Linked DNA regions of Zea mays: region 2 is linked to region 1. A link is a contact called in public Hi-C data. All regions are on one chromosome and are shown on one strand. The core of a region is the stretch at or near the end of the contact, and the rest is flanking DNA. Distances in the headings are between cores, read along the strand shown.

What was found. A called contact is a pair of places that touch in the nucleus more often than the background predicts.
Region 2: a contact with region 1 is called in a Hi-C map of leaf mesophyll, with 2.0 times the contacts expected there. The contact joins the promoter of LOC100279707 here to the promoter of LOC100191248 in region 1.

What each region holds. Positions count from the first base shown.
Region 1 is chr9:12,409,466-12,415,834 of Zm-B73-REFERENCE-NAM-5.0, forward strand. It overlaps LOC100191248, which reads right to left and starts at 4,652. Exons shown (of 6, transcript NM_001136682.2): 1 at 4,305-4,652; 2 at 3,706-3,894; 3 at 3,423-3,602; 4 at 560-715; 5 at 330-407; 6 at 1-199. The coding sequence starts at 3,858. The coding sequence ends at 26.
Region 2 is chr9:12,547,309-12,553,317 of Zm-B73-REFERENCE-NAM-5.0, forward strand. LOC100279707 reads left to right here and starts at 3,591. Exons shown (of 7, transcript NM_001152667.1): 1 at 3,591-3,951; 2 at 5,353-5,784. The coding sequence starts at 3,595.

The DNA.
Region 1 (6,369 bases), core at 3,402-5,901:
CATTAACGAGCCGGAAACGAAATGCTCAAGACAGGACAGCCATCACATCCGACGCTCTCAACACAATGTAGGCCGTGCCATCCGCGCCCTTGAACTCACTCCCTGCATACTTGGAGTACAGCACTGTGCTGCCCGCCGACACTGACAGTGGCTGTCTCTTGCCTTCCTCGTCCAGAGGACCCGGGCCAACAGCTACAACCTGCACCCGACGAAACAGAGCTTTTTAACTTCTGCTAGTGCTATCTCCTACACATGTAAGCTGCAACTAGCGCAAGCAAAGAAGAGAAATACATAATTCTTATAGACAAGCTGCTGGCAAGAACTCTCACCGTTCCTATGGACGGCTTCTCTTTAGTTGTTTCAGTGAGGATAAGGCCCCCAGGAGTTTTGTCTTCGGCTTCTGCAACCTGTCATGGCATGCCCACGAGAAATGTAACTGTAGGGTAGCAATGTTGCACAAGTGCAGAATATAATAACAAAAACAAGGCAACAAGTTCTACAACCCAAAATATAAACGTCTATGACAAAATTGTTACGAGGAGAAAGAATTTATGAATACCTTGATGAGAACACGGTCATTGAGAGGCTTCATGTCCTTCACATCATCTGTCTCAAGAATACCAATGATATCGTCTTCTTTGAGAATAAGATGCTTTGAGTCATTGAATTCAACCTCAGTCCCAGCATACTTTGAGTATACTACTTGTGCTCCAGTCTGAAAGACAAAAGGATACACATTAAGGCCAAGCATTTCATGGGCAATGAAGAAGAGTGCTAAACAATAAGCACTTGGGCAGAGGGCAGTAGTACACATGAAAATTAGGTTGGCAGCATATTACATCAAACATCATCCAACTTATCTGCTAGTAAATTTAGACATAGTTGCTATACTAAAGCAGTCAAAGCTCCAGCTAAATTGCAGGAAGCAAGTTTGGTAAAAACAATTTCCTACATATGCTATCCCAAAATCATCCTCCTGTTACCACAAATCCCTAATGCAAAGCAGAGCATAATGGTCAAGGAATATATTTGTGGCAGGGCCTAAGGAGGCCCACGGAGGGGCTGCGACCTATTCCAGCTGCCTGTCCATGTGCGCCTGTTGCGACCTATTCCATGTGCCCATCCATGTGTGCCCCTTTCATACAGATGGTGTCCATGGGATCCAGGTGGCTGGCAAGTCCAATGCACGGAGGGTGTCTGCCTCATCTTATGGGGTCATAAAAAATTCAGATTCGGAATAATAAGATAAGCCGAGATGTAAAAGGCTTGTCTTCTAGGTGTCTGGTTTTAGGTCAAGTAGACTCGATCTTTGAGCGCTCGTCATGCTGCAGCTCGAGGCCGAGTTGATTGTCCAGGAGGAGTGTAGTGTCAGGGCCTAAGGAGGCCCACGGAGGGGTGCGACAGCAGCAGCCATGGACCCTCCAAGGGGGATTAGATAAGGATAGTTAGAGATAAGATTAGAAGATTAGTTGAGATTATTTAGGAGATTAGTTGAAATTATTTAGGAAAGTTATCAGTTAGTTTGTTGAGAGTTTTTAGGAGTTTTAAGGAGATAAGGATCTCTAGCTAGACAGGGGCGGTCAGCCGGCCTATTTATGTAATCAATGGATGACAAATAAAGTAGGCAAGAATTAAAAGGGAGAAACCCTCCTCTTGCTCGGCCGTGGGCATATAGGCCCCCGCCCGACATCGATACCCCTCTCCAATCCCTCACCGATCTAGCGACCATAACAATTTGCACGAGTGGACTTTTGAAGGATTGGAATCCTATCGAAAATTTTCAATGAAGAAATTTTGAAGGATTGAGATCCTATAGGAAATTTTCCTATGTGGCCCTTCAGAACAAAGGATTGGGTTTCTACAAATCCTATAAAAATCCTATGGAATGGCCCATTGTATTGAGATTTTGGAGGATTTCTAACCAAGGTTATTAAAACGACGAAAGGTTGAAACACTCATGGGTAGAGTTTTGACTTTTAAACGTTTTAAACATAGGAAAGCTTCAATATATCGTAATTTCAGACAATAACCAACATAAGTTCACATGATAATATTGTGCAAAATGACATGTCCACAAACACATTACCACAATAACACAAGTTCAAAGACAACCGCAAACAAAGTGAAATGAGATGTGACAAATTAGCTATATCTTTTGCTTCGCACTTCCAATGACTACTCTAACTCAGTCTCACAGGTATGGCTTGTATCTAAGAAACATGTAACAATTAGCTAGAAGGAAAAGAATAGTTCCATAGTACAATTATCAGATGCACAGAGTACCTAGTAACAAAAAGGAAAGTAGGATTATATAGGTATCACATGACCTTTTTGACGGAACCACCTTTAACCTCCAACTTTACCATTTCCTTGACAATTCACCATTAAAAGTTTAACAGTGATTGTCAAATTCTTAGTAATTTGGGACTTAACACGGAATATTCAGTTGCAGCCTGGAAACCTGATGCTTTCCGTTGGCTACCAGGTGCTTCGGGGGAGTGCTCTGCTAGAACAGCATACCAACATTTCTTGGCTGGTTCTGTGGATTTTGAGCCAGGTGAAAGGATATGGAAGAGTTGGGCACCCCCTAAGTGCAAATTCTTCATTTGGCTTGCTTCCCTTAATAGGTGTTGGACGGCGGATCGTCTAGCACGTAGAGGTCCTGACACCCGGGGAAATGCGTTCTTTGACCTTTGTGATCAGCAGCAGGAGACAATTCAACACATCTTGATTTCATGTGTGTTCTCCAGGAATATATGGTGGCAGATCTTAAGTAGAGTGGGGCTGCAGCTTGTGTCACCAGGGCTGGAGGTATCTATGTTCCAGGATTGGTGGAGTGTGGCTGAAGGTCTTGTGCCAATTTTGCAGAAATGGTTTCAACGTAATGGTTATTCTTGTGGCTTGGTGGATCTGGAATCACAGAAATGCTTGTGCTTTTTTATGGTGTTTCTCCAAATACGAGTTCAGTTCTACAGCATATCCATGAGGATGCCATGCTTTGGGAATTGGCAGGTGCTAAGGCACTGAGAAGGTTGTGGCCTTGATTTGGGGATGTCTTAGTTATTTCTCTTTTTTCCCTTTTTTGTATAGTCCTTTGTTTGGTTTTTTCCCTGCTTTCTTTGGATATTTGTCACCCTGTACGTGGTCTTCTTTAGACCTTTCTCTCTACTTAATATAATGATGTGCAGTTCTCCTGCGTGTTCGATAAAAAAGTTTAACAGTGTGTTCTTGTTTGTATAATATGAAGCCTACTGGTAAGCAACTGAGTATCAAGTCCTTGGTCGGCGCATCACATGAAATTAAGTTTGGCTACAAGCATGAAACCCCGTCTCATGATGTCCATATTTACCACCAGCAATTCATAGCAGAGGCATATATATTAGACATTAGAAGTTACTAATCCACCATAAACAACAATTTACCTCTATATCCACAGCTATTTTCTTGTCCCCGATGGTCCTTCCTGCTCCAACAGCAACAACCTCACCTCCTTGTGGTTTAGTCTGGGCAGTAGATGGAAGCAAAATGCCACCAACTGTCTTCTCCTCTGCGGCACCAAGCTTCACAAGCACCCTATCTCCCAGAGGCTTCAGTGAAGTGTACTGTAACATGGCATCGCATTAAACTCGAATGTACAAGCATACCTACATTCTATAGAACACTTGGAAGTGAATCGTGAGCATACAGGCTAAGGTCGTATTATACCTTTGGGGTGACGACAGTTGCAGCCTTAACGACCAGGCTACGGATCGAGCGCCTCGACGAGCAGACCCGTAGCGCTGCGTGCCGAGAGACTAGGCTCTTGTTCGTGAAGGCCACTGCAGCGACTCCAGCACCAGAGAGCTGCACGAACGACATTCTTGTGTGCTCTCCAAACGATTAGAAACTGCGATGCTGCAATTTCAGACAGACACTAACTGAGCTTAAATTGGCCAAAAACCAACCTAATATCGAGGGAAATGTCATAACCATCGAAATCTCAGAGAAATGATGGAAACTACGAGAAATACGCGCCAGCTTGTTAAGATTCAACCGCAGAAAATATTGGTCAACCAATCCCCACCCACATGACACTGGAGCTGGGCAGATTAGAGTCCACTCGATCCACACATATGGAAGAACTCGACCAAATCAAGCGCGCCTCCTGCAGTACCAAACGCCTCACTGAATCTACACGCCCATCCACAGAACGAGAAACGATGGGAACCCCAAACGGATCGGAGCACACCAAATAGACTCCCCAATCCCACTCCTAGACACGCCAGATCCAACAGCCAATAAGCGGGAACCGCAGCGGGTGCTACCTTTTGGCTGGGGCCGAGGGGGTGCGCTTCGGAATCCGGCTGCCGTGTGCGAGAAGCGAGATGGGGGCAGAGGAGGGGAGAAGATAAACCCTATATGCGAGGAGAGCAGAGCAGAGCAGAGGCGTCGAGGCCCAGCCCCCGCTTTATCACCAGCGCCCGCGCGTCCGCTACGCCGCGGCCTTTGGATTACCGTGGTCCGATTTGGGCTTGCGCACGCGAATTCCGATTGAATTTGGATGGATTTGGTTGGGGTAAGCTACTCTGGAGGTGTACGGTACCGGCTTGAACCGAGCGGGGCTATAAACCGTTTGGCTTGGTTGGTTGGTGGAATGGCTGTGTCCGTAATGGACTGGATGGTTCTAGAACGTGCTAGGGAGTAGGGAGTGTGCTTGAAAGGGCCGGACCAGTGACGACACCGTTGGCATTGTGATTTGTGCATTTTCTGACGTGACTAAAGTTTAAATTGTCTCCAGCATAAGTTTAAAGTAGAGGACGCCAAATCATAGATAATATTGTTTATATAGTGGAGTTTGAAGTAATGAATCAGACATGGGTCTTTTTATAGCCTTAGTCGCGAAAGTAGTTTGTTTGATTTCGATGAGTAAGCCTCATTTGGTTTGAGGGACTAAAGATTAGTTCCTCCATTTTAGTCTCATTTAGTTCCTAAATTGTCAAACGGTGTGACTAAAACAGGGACTAAACTGCTTTAGTCCCTAGTCCCTCAAGATGTAGCTAAAAGGGACTCAATCATATTAATTCCATATTTGCCCCTCATTTAGTTCAATTGTACTAAGGCCCTATTTGGTTCCCTTAGTCACTAGACTAAATTTTAGTGACTAAAGTTTAGTCGCTAAAGTACCCCGTTTGGTTCCAGTGACTAAACTGGACTAAAGAGCATTAACTGCTGTGAATAATGACTATTTTACCCCTATTACTTAATGGATGTTTGCTATAAGAAGAAAGTGGAGAGAACAAATAAGGTAAAAATACTACTTTAGTCCCTTTTAGTCACTCTCTTAGTGACTAAAGAACTAAAGTTTAGTCACCCCACTTTAGTCACCATGTTTACTTCTTTAGAGACTAAAAGTGACCAAACTTTAGTCACTAAACTTTAGTCACCCCAAACCAAACGGGGCCTAATACCATGAGAATGTTAAAGGTTATTTTAGTCTTTTTATGAGTCATTTAGTATATTCTTACTAATTTTAGTCCCTAGAACCAAACATGCTAAGGACTAAACTTTGGTCCCCTAACTAAACTTTAGTCCCTAGACTAAAGAAACCAAACATGGCCTAAAGCTAACTAAAGAGCATTAATTACTATATATAAAGACTTAGGCCCTGTTTGGTTCCTTTAGTCACTAGACTAAATTTTAGTGACTAAAGTTTAGTCGCTAAAGTACCCTGTTTGGTTCCAGTGACAAAACCGGACTAAAGAGCATTAATTACTGTGAATAATGACTGTTTTACCCCTATTAATTAATGGATGTTTGCTATAAGAAGAAAGTGCAGAGGGCAAATAAGGTAAAAATACTACTTTAGTCCCTTTTAGTCACCCCTTTAGTGACTAAAGAACTAAAGTTTAGTCACCTCATTTTAGTCACTATGTTTGCTTCTTTAGTGACTAAATGTGACTAAACTTTAGTCACTAAACTTTAGTCACCCTAAACCAAATGGGGCCTTAATTACCCTTATTTAATAGAGGACAAATGTAGTAAAATGTCACTTTAGTCACATTTACTCACCTGTGACCGAGACCATTCTCAATGTAGGTTTTATTGCACGGTTTTCAAAAGGGACACATCAGCTTTTGTCTATTGTCGACGTTTTGGACCCGCGAGGACCCTCAACCGACCAGTGAATTTGACGCTGCGTGTCCCTGACCAGATGGGTTGATGCAAGATGAAACACGAGAGGGAGGTGAGGCTTATATTATCTTGCACCGGGGTGCTCGTAGTAGGGGTTACAAGCTTCGCGAGAGAGGATGTGGCCTTGGAGTGAGTCGTCTGAGTTAGCCCCTCTCGCCCTTGCCTCCGCTTCCGCCCCCCTTGGGAAGGCCTTGGGCA
Region 2 (6,009 bases), core at 2,341-4,840, 140 kb after region 1:
TATAGCCCCAACCACCAAATTGGCCGTTAGGGAAGGCTGCTGTCGTATGGCGCACCGGACAGTCCGGTGCACCACCGAACACTGTCCGGTGCGCCAGCCACGTCACCCAACCGTTAAGGTTCGACCGTTGGAGCTTCTGACATGTGGGCCACCGGACAGTCCGGTGGTGCACCGGGCAGGTCCTGTTCACCGTCCGGTGCGCCATTTGGCGCCTGCTCTGACTCTGCGCGCGCAGTCGGCACTGTTCACTGTTTACTTTTGCAGTCGACCGTTGGCGCTGTAGCCGTTACTCCGCTTGGCACACCGGACAGTCCGGTGCTACACCGGACAGTCCGGTGAATTATAATGGAGGGCAATTCCAGAAACCCGAAGGTGACAAGTTCAGAGTGATTCTCCCTGGTGCACCGGACAGTCTGGTGCGCCAGACCAGGGCTGCCTTCGGTTGTCTTTTGCTCTTTTTATTTGAACCCTTTCTTGGACTTTTTATTGGTTTGTGTTGAACCTTTGGCACTGTAGAACTTATAATCTAGAGCAAACTAGTTAGTCCAATTATTTGTGTTGGGCAATTCAACCACCAAAATTATTTTAGGAAAAGGTGTGAGCCTATTTCCCTTTCATTGGTGTTATGATATATTCATATACACACATGCTACTTTTTTCTTGGGTTTAGAATGTTGCATCCATGTTTGTGAAGGGGAAGGAAAATATGAAATAAAAACCAGAACTTAAGACAATATTTTATAAGTGGGAACATAAATATTTTAAAACTTTTTTGGAACAAGCAAACATGTTTATATTCCAGGTTTCTGCCTATTAGGATATAAATTTAAGATTATAAGATATTGCAAATAAAATTGATTTAGCTACAAATACATGCCAATTGAAACTCAATCCATAGAATTGAAGCTCAAATGATTATGTTGGCGCCGATCCAGGCGCCAATCACTGCAATGAGTACTGGCGGCGGCACTCTCTGCGAAAGTGCGGACAGTCCACGACCGAGGGCCGGACGGTCCGCGACCTGACGTGGAGGTTAGGGTTCCTTCCTAACGAGCCGGATGATCCACGTGTGCGCAAAGGCAGCGGAGTTCGTCGAACAACACCTAGATCACGCTTTCGAGAGGGACCCCGTAGGGGAGAGAGATCCTAGGGGTTGTTCTGGGATCGAAATGCCACCCAAGAGCTACTAGATCTATCAGGCCTAACTCATATTAGCCAGAGAAGAAGTGATCATGGAATTTTAGTTCTAAATTCTTCCACAAATAAATAGAGTTAGGCGGCAGCGTGACGTACCAAGCAAATGTAGTCCCAGTTGGAGACAATGAAAATAAACGGACGCGTAATGCCTCTGTATCGGCCAATTCTCCTAACTATGATAGGAACTGTCCTATGTGCTCGTGCATGCTTTTACCTTGCTCACACAAAAATTTTGCAAATTTGGGTATCCTTGTTCCTTGTGGGTACGAGTGTAGTCAAATCGACTGTCATAGGGTTTTCGATATGATTGTCCTCCCCCGGGATCATGCTAACTTCGAGCTTATCTCAGAACGCCCAACTATCTCTTCTCTTACTATGTCAATAGCGGGTGGTGTTAGTCCACCGACCCTTTGGTCCAGCACAAGTGTGGGTGTTTTGGGTATTATGTTGTCTTACTGCCCATGTGGTTGGGTTATGTGGAACATTAATGTTGCCCCTGGTGGCTCATATGGCTGGTCGTCTCTTTCCGGCCTTCTAGGGGGCCGAAAAGTACTCATCCCCACGTGTCTGGACTGTCGTATTATGGTACTGAGGTGCCATGGGGTGTAACAGAAGGTTTGGCTGGGACAGACATAAAGATGAGGAATGATAATTAACATTACGTTCCATATACTCTGTGTCGGAATGTCTGGTATCAGATCGTCCGGCTGTGTGCGCGGACTGTCTGATCGTATAGCCGGACCTTCCGGTGATGTATTCGGACTGTTGGACCATATGCGCGGACGGTCCGAAAGGGTCTGTTAGGGTTTGTGCAAAATATGGTGGCCATGGCGCGGACTTTGGTAACTCGGTTCGGAAAACGGGGCCGGTCGCAGCTGGTCCGAACAGTCCGCACTCAGGCGCGGATGGTCTGGCCGTGCGCAGATCGACGAATTTACCCCCGATTTGTGCAGGAGACCGTGGTTGTCCAAGATATGTATCTATCGGCATCCCATAAAGTGGTTGGGATTGGCCATGTCAATTTGTAGTCGATGGATCGTGTGCATTTTCCCTAGTCTTACCCTCATGCGATGAAAAATTAGCAACATCGGATTTACCAAATATACGTGCTAGCCTCTTATAATCCTCTTGCATACCCCTAGTATCTGTTGCATGTGTTCTCGTTGCTCATCTAGTAAGATCTAAGGGATTGAATTTCGTTTGTTTCACTTACTTTGGGGTAGTTGTAGTAGATCGGAGCGAAGCCAGATCAGTCACCAGTTGTCGAACGACCTTGTTGTTTCTATTCACTTTGAAGTTGGCTAGTCACTTTGCTTTTGCTTCCTTGATCAACTGGAGCCGACAAGGTTTCCCAAGTTAGCTCAATGATATTGATGGGGAGACATCAGAGCTACCTTTTGAACCGGCCATTAAGAGCCGATCTGATAGGTCCTCACACGATGTCCCCAACAGAGTCACCAAAAAATGTGTTGACGCCGATCCGGGTGCCAATCACTATGATGAGTATTGACGGTGGTGCTTCCTGTGAAACTACGAACGGTCCACGGTCGGGGGCTGGACGTTCGCGACCTGGCGCAGGGCGGGCAGGGGCCTTGGTCCCCTAACCCTCTCGTACTGCTTATGTACATACAATATAAAACATAGATTTTTCTTTGGTCAAAATAAATTTCTCTATTTAAATAAAATTTTGTTGTATTTTTAAAGTAAAACACAGAAGTGGTCCACGGTCCGGGCTAGACGTCCGCGACCAGCGCAGGGCGGGCAGATGCCTTGGTCCCCCTAACCCTCTCGTACCGTTTATGTACATACAATATAAAACATAGATTTTGCTTTGGTCAAATCAAATTTCTCTATTTAAGTAAAAATTTATCGCATTTTTTAAGTAAAACACAGTCAAAAACCGTTTTCTTAAATTTAAAAATGAAAACAGGCCAGGAAATTTGAAAAAAACCGTTCGTTTTTTCGTTCTGGGCGATTAGCGAGAAACTAGTAAAAAACGGGATGATTAACCTGATTGCCACAACACGCATCACAATTCACAAGTGGCATGGGCAGACAAGAAGTCCGCCTTGCGAAGTCCGCCCTGTTGCGTTGAGAAAGAGAAGAGGTGAGCCTGTTGCAGTGTTGCCCGTCTCCGGCGCCTCCAAAGTCCCACGACCCCAAAACTCTGTGGGCCCGCGAACCCATTCTCCATATACACAGGGGTAACGCTCCGCCTCGCAGCCAGCAGGACACCACTCATCTTCCTTCCCCCCCGCCTCGTTTCCATCGCCGCCACTCTCTTGCTCCCCCGTACCATCCCTCGCCACCGCCACCGCCGTCGCTATGCAGAGCCTCCTCGTGCCCACTGCTGCATCGGCCCCGGTGGCGGCTCCGCGGGCTCGGCGGAATCTCCCTATGCGCCTCTCCGTCCGCGCCTCCGCGACGGCGGCAGCGGCACCGCGGCGGGAGACGGATCCCAAGAAGCGGGTGGTGATCACGGGGATGGGGTTGGTCTCCGTGTTCGGGAACGACGTAGACGCTTACTACGACCGCCTGCTAGCCGGGGAGAGCGGCATCGGGCCCATCGACCGCTTCGACGCCTCTAAGTTCCCCACCCGCTTCGCCGGCCAGATCCGGGGCTTCTCGTCCGAGGGCTACATCGACGGAAAGAACGACCGCCGCCTCGACGACTGCCTCCGATACTGCATCGTCAGTGGCAAGAAGGCTCTCGAGGCTGCCGGTATTGCCCACGGCTCCAAGCCCATGGAAAAGGTAGCTAGCGCTGGAAACACACCTCGGAATGCCTTTTGTTCTAAATGCTGCACTTTTAGTGGCAAGTAGAGCTGCCAATTGCCTAGTTACGTTGGGATCTTTCCGTCAGATATTAACTGTCCTGTGGTATCGCACTTTTGATAAACCAGGGGACGTTGCTTGGTTCATTGTGTGATGGTGATTACAATTTCCTTTTTTCTTTGGATTGAGATGTGATCTCCGGGGATAATGAGATTCGTCACCTTGATGGCTTAGATACAGAGACGCCAAGTAGTGGCAGGATATGCCATCTTAGCTTGGCCTGAGGAGTAACACTTGTGCTCAGTTTTTATTTACATTGTAAATGTGGTGTCTTATAGGGCAAAAGAGCAAATGTCCTGCATTTAGAATGATATTTAATCTTCTTTATTTTTAGTGTATATCTGATATAAAAACTGGGTGACTTTTAAATGGCATATATAATAATGGCATGCTACTATGCTTTGAGGCCACTCAAAGCCAAATGTGGTGTACTGGAAATTACTCTTGTGAGTATGCCAAATGTGGTGTACTGGAAATTACTCTTGTGAGTAAATTGCCTTCGCTTGGCTCTTACTTTCAAGGTAAAATAAGTGAAGATTAGTGCTTAATAAATCATGGCTGCAACAATGCCTTTTGAAAATTCATTTAAACTTAGTAGAACTCAGTATAATATATTTGTGACTAGTTTTAACTGAAACAAAGGTGTAGTTTAATTAAAAAGAATGATTGGTGCAACAGGTTTAATTCAGAGTAATGTACAAGCTTTGCGAAAATCTGTTGTTTCATTTGATGATTCACTTGCACTATGGTGTTTTTTCTAGCAAAGTTCTCTCTTCTTCCAGGCTTATTGTGGTGGGATAATGTCATCAAAAGTATATTTTAATCATTAGTTTGTATTAGAATATTGCTGATCTCTACAAAACCAATGTTGCATTAAAAGTAGTTCGTATAAATCTATTGATATAACTTTTATTTCCTCAACATGCATAATTTGACTAATTGTTGCCGAGGCATACGAAGTATGATTTCTTCAAAACAAACATGCCCTACAGGTCAGAGGGAGTAGCATTTCTGGGTTAAATCAAATTCTCTTCTAGCAAATGATTTGTACATTCTTGATGGTAGTTTCATCTGCCAAAGGGTAGGCCTAGTGTCGGAGGCTCCACACGTGTGAGGTCTGGGGAAGGGATAAACGGAGGCAAGCCTTCCACCCGCAAATGCGGAGAGGCTGCTTCAAAGTTGAAACCCGCGACCTGGTGACTTAGTGAGACAAATCTCACCAGTTTTATCTGCTAGTTTCATATTTTCACTGGTCCTATAAGATTTTTTTACTGTTGATACTACATTTGATGCTAATTGGTAAAACATTCTCTCTGACAGATTGACAAAACCCGGGCTGGTGTGCTTGTGGGCACTGGTATGGGTGGCCTCACGGTGTTTTCTGATGGTGTTCAGAATCTCATTGAGAAGGGCTACAGAAAAATAACTCCTTTCTTCATCCCATATGCTATAACAAACATGGGTTCTGCCCTGCTTGGAATGGATATTGGTTTCATGGGTCCAAACTACTCCATCTCAACTGCCTGTGCTACCTCGAACTACTGTTTCTATGCTGCAGCAAACCATATCCGTAGAGGCGAAGCGGATATAATGATAGCTGGAGGCACTGAAGCTGCAATTATTCCAATTGGTGTTGGTGGCTTTGTTGCATGTAGAGCACTGTCACAGAGGAATGATGACCCTAAAACAGCATCCAGGCCTTGGGACAAGGATCGTGATGGTTTTGTCATGGGTGAAGGAGCTGGAGTCCTGGTATGATATATTAACATTATCTGATATTTTGTTAAGCCTATAAACTGCAAAAGGAATTATTTTTTGTTTAGCAGTTTGTGGCTTATGTGGGTTTCAACTCTAGCCTACCCCAACTTGCTTGAGATTAAAGACTTTTGTTGTCGTTGTTGTTAACAGCTTGTTAGGAGTAACTTCCACCCAGTTTTAATGCACCCAGGGTCTTCTCTAGCTGCTCCAATACTTAAG